Linked DNA regions of Gossypium hirsutum: all the other regions are linked to region 1. A link is a contact called in public Hi-C data. All regions are on one chromosome and are shown on one strand. The core of a region is the stretch at or near the end of the contact, and the rest is flanking DNA. Distances in the headings are between cores, read along the strand shown.

Region 1 (3,623 bases), core at 620-3,119:
AAGATCTTACACTTAAGAAAAAGAAAAAGCAAAAAGCCTTAATCGAGTTAGAGTAGCAGACAGAAACGTGCTATAGTAGCACACTTAACCAGAAAGTACAATTATTTCTAAATAATCATCAACTTTAAAAAATATATATTTTTAAATTTAATTTATCTTTTAAATTATAATTATTTTTTAAAAAAATATTATTCACTCTGAGGATGGGATGAATTCTAATAAAAAAATGATTTGGTTTGGTTTTGACTTCCTTTTTCTTTAATGTTTTTAACTTGATGATTTTGATTGAAATATTCATGGAAGGAGAAAGTTGGATTGGTTTGCATTTGAATTTAACTTTTTCAATCTTAGATAGGTTTGAGGTCTGATCTATTTTATTATTTTTAAAAATAAAAAAATAAAAAAATAGTTTTATATTATTATTTTTATATTTAATTATAAAATATAAAGGCGTGTTTTATAAATTAAAAATTTAAGTACTGAAAAATTAAGTATTGAATTTATATTAGAAATTTATTTGATAAATTAGTAAATATAAGTATAGAATATAATTTTGTTATTTGAAAAAAGTAAATATTAATTTTTGAAAATTATTTATTTTTAATTTTAATTTTATTAATATAATGTTTTATATTGTTTTGAATAGTTTTGGATGAAAGATAAATATGGTAATTTGAATATTTTATTTTTAAAAATATATAATTTATTTCAATTTTTAATAAAATAAAATCGAGTTAATTTTTTACATTAAGTGATAAATAACTAATTACCTCCTTTATCTTATTCAAATTTTTTTATTGTAAATTTTATATTAAATAAAAGTTAAAATGATTAAAAAAATTTTAATGATTTATTAAATACACCTTAAATAAATTTATTAAATTATTTTTTCAAATGGTAAAACGATGGTGCGAAAATCGAATGTGGGTTCCAACAAAACACTTGTCATTTTGAAACGGTCGGTGCGGACTTTTATTTTGTTTGATGAATTTGGTTAGTAAGTACATGAAAGAGTAGTTACCAATGTAATTTTCTTTTCTTTCTTTTTTTATTAAATATGTTTAAGATTTTATTTGCAAATAACATGATAACTTTGTGAAAAACAAATATGAAAGTCAAGAAACACATAAAACATTAGATTTTAAAAAAGAAAAAGAAAAATGTAGGTAATTTGATGAAGAAAGCAACGTCCAAGGAGCCGCTGGCCTTTGGTTGCTATTGCAGTGGCATTTGAGTGTGCGCTTCGCCTCCCATGACACCCAACCTCAAACTACTAACCTATTATATAAAAACAGAAATAACACTTGAAGATGTCCCCAATTCTGATTGTTGTGTGATAATAACAATCAATTTGTAGGGCATTCATAAAAAATTGAAGTTTCATTACCCGTAGTTATTATTGATAAAAAAAAGCAATGGGTTGAGTAGTAAAATTTGATAAGTTGATTCAACCGCGGAGACTATTCAGACTTCAAATCCGAGGTTTATTAATTGGCGTTTGGGCGACAATTCCAGGTCAACTGCTAAACCAGCCAAATGCGTCAAAAAGGGATTGCTTTGCTTAATATTAGTATGTAGGAACTTTCCCCAAGAAGTCAATGGCTTTAATTGTATAAGACCTCTCAACATGTGGGTCATGCCAGAAACAAGAGAAGGGTGAAATTCCCTCAACCTCATCAAATTGAATATTTAAATACAAGGTGTCCCCATAATATTTGTTGGATCATTTGCTGGCAGATTCTTTGAAGGCAGGCAAATTTGTCCTATTTTTGTGTTTAAGCTAAAAAAATGATAAAGCATTGCAGGGCCCAAACTAGGAAATGACAGGTCCATGACCAGGAGGCCCAATGTGTAAGCACTTCAAAAATGAAGTGACTGTTCTGATAATAATTATCAAAGTTGCCTTCTTTCTATTTGGGACTCCGTCTACAACCTTCTTTCTCATACTCAAACCAGGTTTTTGGGTAAACCAAATCATAGCAAGTAAGATGCATAGGCTTCAAAATCGTCCTTTACATGGTGGGTATTCAAAAATAAAATATAAATGCAATAAAAATATTATGAAGGTATTTATACTAAGAGTTGAATTATATTTTGTCTCATTTATTTAAAAAAAATAGATGAATTAATTTTTGTACATTAGATCAAAAAATAAATTACTCATTCTATTAAAAATTTTATCTATTTTTATTGTTAAAAATTAATCTTCGTACATTAGAATAAGGTACACATGTAACTTTCTGGTTATTTTATCAGTCACTAACTTTTAATGGTAGAAATGAATGAAATGTTTAACAAAGAAAAATAAATCAATTTACTTTTTAATCAATCTATGATTTATATTTTTCACCAGATTCGCAGATCATTACGTGATACTTCTTATTTGTTTACATCCTGATTTCAGTTTCCTTTGCTATGGGGTCGTGATTTGATATTTTGAGAAAAGATGTAAGAAGAGTGATGTTTTTGCTCCAAGTCTTGGATAATGAATATACTAATTCACCGCAATTAGCCCAAATCAACAATTCTTCCAAAACCAAGATTTGCTTTAGACGGAGCCCATAAGCAGTTCTTCTCTATTTCTTTTTAGGGTAAACTACATTGGTCACCTAACTATATATATAAGTTTTCATTTTCTAATTTCCACATAATTTTCTTGTTAAGTGAAATGGCGTGTTTTACACCAATAAGAACCATCTCTTCAGCTTCTTTCTCCTTTACCCTCTACTACTCTCTTCAAAGTTAATTGAAAGGTTAAACTAAACCCAGAATCTAACATCCACAAATTTCAAGCCATCGTACCCCCACCACAAGTCGCTCCAAAACTTTGACCCGTAGTAATTTTCACCTAAACTCTTCAAATCCAACCTCTGTTTCAAAGTTATTTTATGCCTAAGTACTCGAAAAGACTAGAAGGAAAACATAAGTTGTGATATAATGATAATTATTGTAAGAGTGCGTGTGCTTGTTTCTAAATTCAAAAAAATCCTGCAGAGAACAATGAAATATTGATAGAAGAACAAGAAAGTCTAAGACAAAAAAAAAATGGAACTTTATAATATTAGTCTAAAATATGATTTGGTGTTTTTTTTTTGTTTTTTTTTCTTCACTATAAATGCATTTTTTTTCTTCGACAACTTCTTTACAAATTTTTCTATTTATGAGCATTAAAGGAGTTAAACGAAACTCCTCTCTTTGAGTCAAAAGCAAATAACTTGAGGTGAAGATTACTTACTACATTCAATACTATAGTAAATGATATCTCCAAGTTAGCTTAGCAATGAAACTTTTGAAGGTCTAGTCAAATGGTTTAAGAGTTATGATTCGGTTTAGTTGTGAAAAATACATAGGGTGGATTTGAAGAGTTTAGGTGAAAATTACTAGGGCTCGAAGCTTTGGATCGACTTGCGGTGGGGTTACGGTGGCCTAAAATTTGTGAGTGTCAAATTCTGGGTTTAGTTTAACTTTCTGATCAACTTTGAAGAAAGTAAGTAAAGGGTAAAAGAGAAAGAAGTTGAAGAGATGATTTTTATTTGTGCAAAATACACTGTTTCATTTAGCAAGGAAATTATGTGGAAATTATAAAATCCACAAGGCATAATTAGGTGGATTAAATTTATCTT
Region 2 (3,623 bases), core at 500-2,999, 37 kb after region 1:
GCATTACTTTCATTGCCTTCTTAAACTGCGAATTGCGAAACACATTGGTCGTAGCGGTTCCAGCAAACAATCCCCCTTTCGTCCTACTCTGCTTGCTGCTGTATATGAACTGCAAAGCCTTCCCATTCGTGACAGGGAATTCCCTGTGTCAATAACACAAACTGATTAATAACGACAAAAAATCTCCCAAAAAAAATTTTGGGGGGAGAAAAAGGTTAACAGATATCCAATCATATACCTGTTTCTAAAAGCATAAGAAGTACGGAATATCTGCAAAGTAGTTTCCATCAATTCGTCATTGAACGGCACAAACTTGGGCCTTCCTTGACTGGTGCCAGAGCTGCAAATTTACAATAATAATAAAAATTATCATTCAATTTTTAAAAAAAAAATCATGTAAAACATAAAATTAAAGTAAAGAATACCTGAGAGATATGGTGGTTATGGGTTTTCCAGTGAGAACCAGGGAAGAAGCACCATCGACAATTCTTTGAATATAAGGCTCCAAATCCTGGTGAGTGACGACAGGAACACAAGCCTTGAAGCTTTGGGGGTCAGTTCTGCCATTGAGACCCAGATTCTGCAAATACTCGGCGCTTCCATTTTCTTCTAAAATTTTCTTTAAGGTCTCCCTTTGAACATTCTCAGCATCTTTGGTCATCGTTTCGAACTCTTCTATCACTTTTTCTACGTGTAAAATTTCCATCTTTTCTAACATCCTTACTTACTCAAACTACAACCTTAAAAAAAAAAATAAAGGAAATCAAATTATATGAAGACTATTTACTTCTTATTTAGGAAAAAGAATAAAGTGATCTGAAAGCATAGAAAAATAATTTTTAAAAGAATACAATCATGTTTTCCGCTCTCTTTCTCTTCTACCAAACGGAAGCAGAATGGAGATTTCTTTTGCTATCAATAAATGCAAGAAAAAGAAATTACTTGAGGTGAAAAAAAATAACCACTAATTTAAAAATAAAGACAAAAAGGGGAACAAGCTTATATGATAATTAAGCAGCAATCTGAAAAACCAAGACAATAACTCAAAACATTTTCAAGCTTTCACTTTATTTGACGGATAGTCAATACAGTCAACCGATAAGAAACTTCAATTTCCCACTAGAGATTAGAGATTAGAGATTAAACGTTTTTTTTAAAAAAAGTGCAAAATTAATGAAATCGGAAAGAAGAGGAAACTAAGAAATCAAAGAATTTGAAATGTGAAACAAAAATTCAACTTCATATCCTGTTCCAAAACTTTGAAAATTTCAAACGAACAAAAAGAAATCAAAGAAAGAGATTCAAATCACCTGTAACAAAATAAAAGAAATGAAAGAAATTCAATAGAACAGAAAAAGAATAAAACAGAATCAGAGTAAGTATGTGGATAAAGTGCAGTTTGAAATTCAGAAATTTCAAGTACCTGAGGAAGCTCAGTGCTTTTCAGTAAAAGAGTGAGACAGAGATATGGAGGGAAGGGAAGGTGGTATTGAGTCAGAACTCAGAACTCTCCAAGTTTATATGGGAAAAGAGGTGAAAAAGGATAGGAATTTTGTTTGCTCACCAATTTCAATGCGCTCTCTTGTTTTCCTCAAAGTGTCTGCAAAGATAGATAAATTGTTTTTTTATCGTAAGAAAGGCAAAGGCAAATTGCTGTGTGTTAATGATTTTGGGTATGGCGGATTGGGAGATAGAGAGAAGATTCTTAGGCTTGCATTTTATAGGCGTTTTCTTTAAAATTATTAATAATACAAATTTGTCAGCCTCTTTTTTTTTTCTTTAATTCCTAAAATGTTTTTTTGTCCATTCCCGACTTTGCCCATACTCCAACCTTAGAATTCCGGAAATGCCAGCTTGAGTACAACTGATGAATTCTGAAATTACCTTTATGGGCTTGGATTATTGTGAGAATTGGTTAATATTGCCTTTGGTTCACTAGATAAGGAAGTTAATAACGCCAGATTGACGTGGGGTCGACTACAATGAAAGGCAGATTTTGGCAATATTGCACTTCTCATCCCTTTAACTTTTCTATTTTCATTCAGATTCTTTTTTAATTAGTTTTTGTTGTAGAATGAGTTGATGTCATGAGTTAATTGAGTAGTAACTCGATTAGGAAAATTATGAAAAAATATCCTTTCACAATTAAATTAATTTATATTATTCGAGAATATTTTAATCTTTTTATTTTAAAAAAGTCAATAAAAATTTTACATGTAATGATATTTGAACATGTGTTATTTAAATCGATAAAATATTAATTTAATCACTAAGTCAAATACTTATCTTAATATAATATTAACATTAATTATATTATGTATATCTTGTTACTTCCATCAATTATATAATTGTACTTCTATACTTACTATTCTTTAAACCTGTTTCCTTATCAAAGTAAAACTGGAAAAAATCCAAAATAAAACACACCCATGACACATTCCATACTAGGATAAATTATAGAGGAGTGAAGGAAAATCAGTTTCTACTAAGCCAATTTCATCGTTTTCCAACAAATTCAATTATCTCAAAAGAACTCTTTTAAGAAAAAATAACACATAGTAATATATGTCAGTCATAGTCAACAAGTAATAATTAATGTCAATTTATTGTACAGGTTAAATCAAATGGTGCATCAAATCAAATTTGTATAAAAAAATTAGTTTGGGGCAGTCCGATTTCCAAGTCTCTATATCATAGAATGTTTGATACATCGAAATTTTGATAAGAATAGAATATAAATTACTTGATATTGATTTAGGATCGAAACAATACATATTAATTGATACAATATTGATTACCATAATTAATATAGCGCTAAGTTTTATTTTTATTTTTTAAAAAGTAATAATAAATGCAAAATATTAGATTGAAATATAGGATGTGGAAGTTTTGGTTTGATAATGAGTGGTAATTTAACATCTAATTAAGATGTACATGGATTGGTAAAGTAAGCAAATTAAAGATGTAGAAATGAGGAAGTAATGGTGGCATGGCAATGCATGGTGGGGTGTGACGAGCGGCCAAATGGTGGGTGGGCCCTACGCTCCCAACTCCGAACTCCAAAACACATGTCGACATACAAAACGTTCTTTTCTTTTCTTTCTTTGCCCTGCCATTGCTATATTTTAATTTAATGTCACGTTTTGATGCCAAGTATATCAGTTATCAACTTCAATTCTTTTTGGGTTTATATTTATATGATATTTTTTCCCAAATTTTTTTAAATAATATGGTTTTTTTTTAATAATATGGTTTTTTTTATTCATTCAATCCATGCAAGATCTTCAACTTCCAAACTTGCATTTATTATTCAAACTCAAATCATTCTTACAAGATAAATACTCAATTAATAGATCATAATTTAAATCTTATAAATGTATGTTTGTAAATTTGGGTTAAAGATGATAATTTTGATATTATACTTTTAATAAAAGAGTTAATTATCGAGAGATCGAACTTAGAATTTGATCAAATTTTCATTTTAACAAAATATTCTTTTATCATTTATCATGTGCATAGTTGACCTAATAGTTAATTATTTAGTTTTTTTCATCAATAGAAATTTTTTTTATTTTTAATTAATAGTTAAAATAAAAACTCTTTTAACAAAAATATTTTAACTT
Region 3 (3,623 bases), core at 464-2,963, 39 kb before region 1:
GCATGATGCAACACTGAACTTTGCGGGTATGGCATGAATTGGTGATGATCACTTCCATTGTACTGTCTAGTTAAGTATGGATGTGGCGGCAGCTGTTGGTATTCCCCTGGCAACTGATGCGAGGTTCTTCCAAGCACTCGGGGTCCAAAATATGCAGGAACATGATTTGGATCAAGCATTCGAGGATGCCGTCCATGTGGAGTCATTGCATTCGCAACAGGATAAGCATCCGATTCTGGAAACTGAGCAAAGTAAGAGGTTCCTGCCCTAGAACCATCTTCATCAGGTCCATAGAAAGGTAATGAAGGGTTTTGTGATGCGGAAGAACCATTTGGAAACCAGGAACCAACACCACCAAATGACTCTGGAGGAGCAACCCTCCCATCAAGTGGAACCTTATCTTTTGGTTTATCTACCACATTACAGGACCTACTAAGTTGCTCCTTTATCTCATCTAGCTTCCTCAGAAGCATAGCTCGATCTTCTTCGAGGAGAATTCTACCAGAACCATCCTGGTCAGTTTGAGCCTGCAACCCATAAGAAGCATCTAACTGGCGGTTTGATGGGCCTTCATCCGGATGGTCTTCGGTAACATCTCTTGGAATTCTCGGAAAACCCTCCATCTCTTCTTGCTTCCCAGCTTCCCAATCAGGAACGTCTCCCAGTATTTGTGATCCACCAGTATGCCCAAATTTGGAATCGAAACTCTGGTTTCCTGTTCCAGTTAAATTTACCACCTCATCCTTATTTGCACTAATATCATTACCTTTGTCAACACAGCACTTATCAGCAGCAAGTTTAGGTTCATTCCTAGTTGTATCACACCTGAAAGAGCCAGCGGTTGATTTACCACCCGCATCACATGAGTCTACTATATCCTTCTCCGAAAAAATACGGAACTTGGTAGGAACTTGGCCGAGCCTGTCTTCTTCCAACTTCTCAGAGGAAGTTTCTGGTTCACAATTCTCAGTTTTTGCTGTTAATCAAACAACATTCCACTATCAATTTCATGCAAGAAATTATGCTCATTTGATTGCAAAAGGACCGAACTAAAACAGGAAACTGGAATCCAAAGCCTTAAATTATTTCAAACTACTCTAATAAGCAAAATTTCAAGTTAACACAGATACATGACAGGATGAGGGTAGAGACAGATTTGTGTCTCTTGGGTTCAACAACTTTCTCATCAGCCAAACAAAAAAAGTAGTAAAATAAAGAAAAACATAAAGAGAGAAAAGTACCTCGAAGAACAGCACCGCAGCCACCACACTTGTAAACAGAATATTCTGCAAGTTCTGGAAGAAGGTTTTCGCACTTTGGACACAAAACCAACCTTACTTTGGTTGACTCGGTCATTTTTTTAAGTCATTCAGGGTCCCAACACGCCAAAATTATAGAAAACGACGTCACGCCAGAAGCAATTTACTTGCTTAAACCATTTCTTTTCTTTTAAGAGCTAAAATATCCCCTCACGACTCTTGGCAACAGCCATCAGCATCAACAAACTCGCTTACTCATATATTTATATGAAGCCAACTTTGGGAACCCAGAAATGGAGAGCTAAGGAGGAAAAATAAGAAAAGGAAGCTGAATTGACGGTTCTCATAAGTTTCCTTTTAAAAGCCAAGTTGCTGGGTTGTTGTTGGTTTTCTCAGAGACCAAACATATAAACAAAAGAAACCCAGATTACATGATAGTTTCCCAAAGTTGTATGAAAAATAAAGAATATTCATACTTTTAAAGAAAATGTTGATTAAACTATTATCTTTTAACGATGTTGTTAATGTGGAGGTTACGTGTTAAAAGATTTGGAGCTTTGAATTTTTTGACATTGTACGGCTTCAAAGTTTCACACATTCAAGTTTTGAATTTTTTATTAATTAAATAAATTACGGTAAATTTAATTACAATATTTATATATATTTTTTGCCATTGTACGGCTTCTTGACTTTTTTTTAAGCTCGACTCCTTAGAATTGATTAGAATATAAATTCAAAAAAATTAAATTAATTGACTTGCGAACAAATACGAAATGTACTAAAAATTAATTTTATTTATTTTTAATTTTTTATTTAATCAAATTATATGGATCAATCAAATCAATTTGATAATAAACTTATCGGTTTGATCATTAATCTGGTTTTGAGTTTATTTGATACAAACGAAAAGTGAGATGAAAGAAATTAAGAGAGATGATCATTTTTTATTTTAATGTATAAAAATCAATAATTCCAAATTGACATGATGATAAGAATGTGTATTTTAATTTAAAATTATGATTTTTTTAAACATTTTATTTTCTTATCTTATTTTAATTTAAAAAATTACAATTTTTTTTAGTTTTCCTATCTTTTCTTTAAAATACACCTATAAGAACAGAATTATATTTTCCATTTTTGATTTTTATCTTTCTAATTTTATTTGGACTAAGAAATTATGGTATTAAGGTTGTACAATTAATGCAACCAAAGAGAGAAGAAGAGGAAAAGCAGTGATTTGTCGGTTGTGAAGAGTGAAGGAAACTGCGAAAATCTATTCCAACTCTGAAACATCTCATTGTTGTTTGCCCTTTAACATATGCTTATAACAAATATTATACAGAATTATATTTACTCGATAGTGTTATTAGCCCTTTTATATAGAATTTTTAGTAAAATATTTGAAAATGATAAATGGACAATATTCAATAAAATGTTGAATAGGTAAGCCATCATTTTATCAAATTTTTTGTATTTCTATTTTAATAGTTGAAAATTTAATAATAACTGCAAATAACAAATCATTAATCTGATGAATAATTCAATTATTTAATATAGCAGAAGTCCGTCAGCTAAACCAGGGGATGTGGTCCCATGCTGTCAATGTTGCACATTTCTCATTGCATGCTCTTACTTAAAACGTAATAATGGGAAGTTTTGGGACAAGTTTCTTTTATTTTCCCAGTACTTTTATAAGGGACAGGGGAGAGGTGGTCGTCCTTTCGTCTTGTTTTTCTTTTGGGAAATAAATGAAACATTGGTGGGAAAGCGCAGTCGGCATGGAAGGGTTTCACTTTTTAACTATGGATGATGATAGTGATTAATGGCGTGTGTTTTGAGAAGTGAGTGCAAGAGGTCGAGTTTTAATGGCAGCAATTAGATGGACGGTGGGGCATTTAACGTCAAGTTTGGTTTACGTGTAAGTACTAAATCATTAATGGAGGATGATACTACCAATAATATAATTAATAAAGAGGTTTAAACTAGGCTTAACAATTAATATCCACCCCTTAGCATAACTATTCAATATTAATCACAAAGTTAGTACAAAGTCACTTTTGTTCTTTCATTCAAATTAATTTTTCTACGGTGGAAGATCAAAATTTGTAATTATTGCACACAACATTTTATGGAAGTTCACTTATTAAATAAGGTTTATTTGACCCATTTAAACTACCTCAACACATGGAACTCATGGAAAATCTTATCTACTTGAAACTTTGGTGGACCCAATGAAATACTCTATTAAAATTAGAGTTACTAATGTAATTTATGTAAATCATAAGGGATAAAGATATATAGAGTTTAAATCCCTTAGGGCTCTCATATTATAAATCGACACAAATTTCAACCCTTGATGTAATT

What was found. Hi-C and Micro-C count contacts between places; a contact is called where the count stands out from the background.
Region 2: a Hi-C map of hypocotyl shows a contact between it and region 1, with 2.6 times the contacts expected there. The contact joins the promoter of LOC107952940 here to the enhancer-like site in region 1. A contact is called at or near these places in 5 of 34 Hi-C or Micro-C datasets (hypocotyl and leaf).
Region 3: a contact with region 1 is called in a Hi-C map of leaf, with 3 times the contacts expected there. The contact joins the promoter of LOC107952941 here to the enhancer-like site in region 1. A contact is called at or near these places in 10 of 34 Hi-C or Micro-C datasets (fibers, hypocotyl, leaf and 1 more).

The regions. Positions count from the first base shown.
Region 1 is chrA07:31,162,647-31,166,269 of Gossypium_hirsutum_v2.1, forward strand. No RefSeq gene overlaps it. Among protein-coding and RNA genes, the nearest start is that of LOC107952940, 37 kb to the right of the region's middle. Within about 2 kb of position 1,870, at least 7 of the 9 cell types and tissues checked have an H3K27ac peak or open chromatin away from gene starts, as enhancers often do. A contact at or near this core is called in fibers, hypocotyl and leaf, where this site is marked.
Region 2 is chrA07:31,200,054-31,203,676 of Gossypium_hirsutum_v2.1, forward strand. It overlaps LOC107952940 (jasmonoyl--L-amino acid synthetase JAR4), which reads right to left and starts at 1,750. Exons shown (of 5, transcript XM_016888147.2): 1 at 1,424-1,750; 2 at 426-740; 3 at 239-340; 4 at 1-143. The coding sequence starts at 718.
Region 3 is chrA07:31,123,896-31,127,518 of Gossypium_hirsutum_v2.1, forward strand. It overlaps LOC107952941, which reads right to left and starts at 1,714. Exons shown (of 5, transcript XM_016888150.2): 1 at 1,242-1,714; 2 at 1-976. The coding sequence starts at 1,356.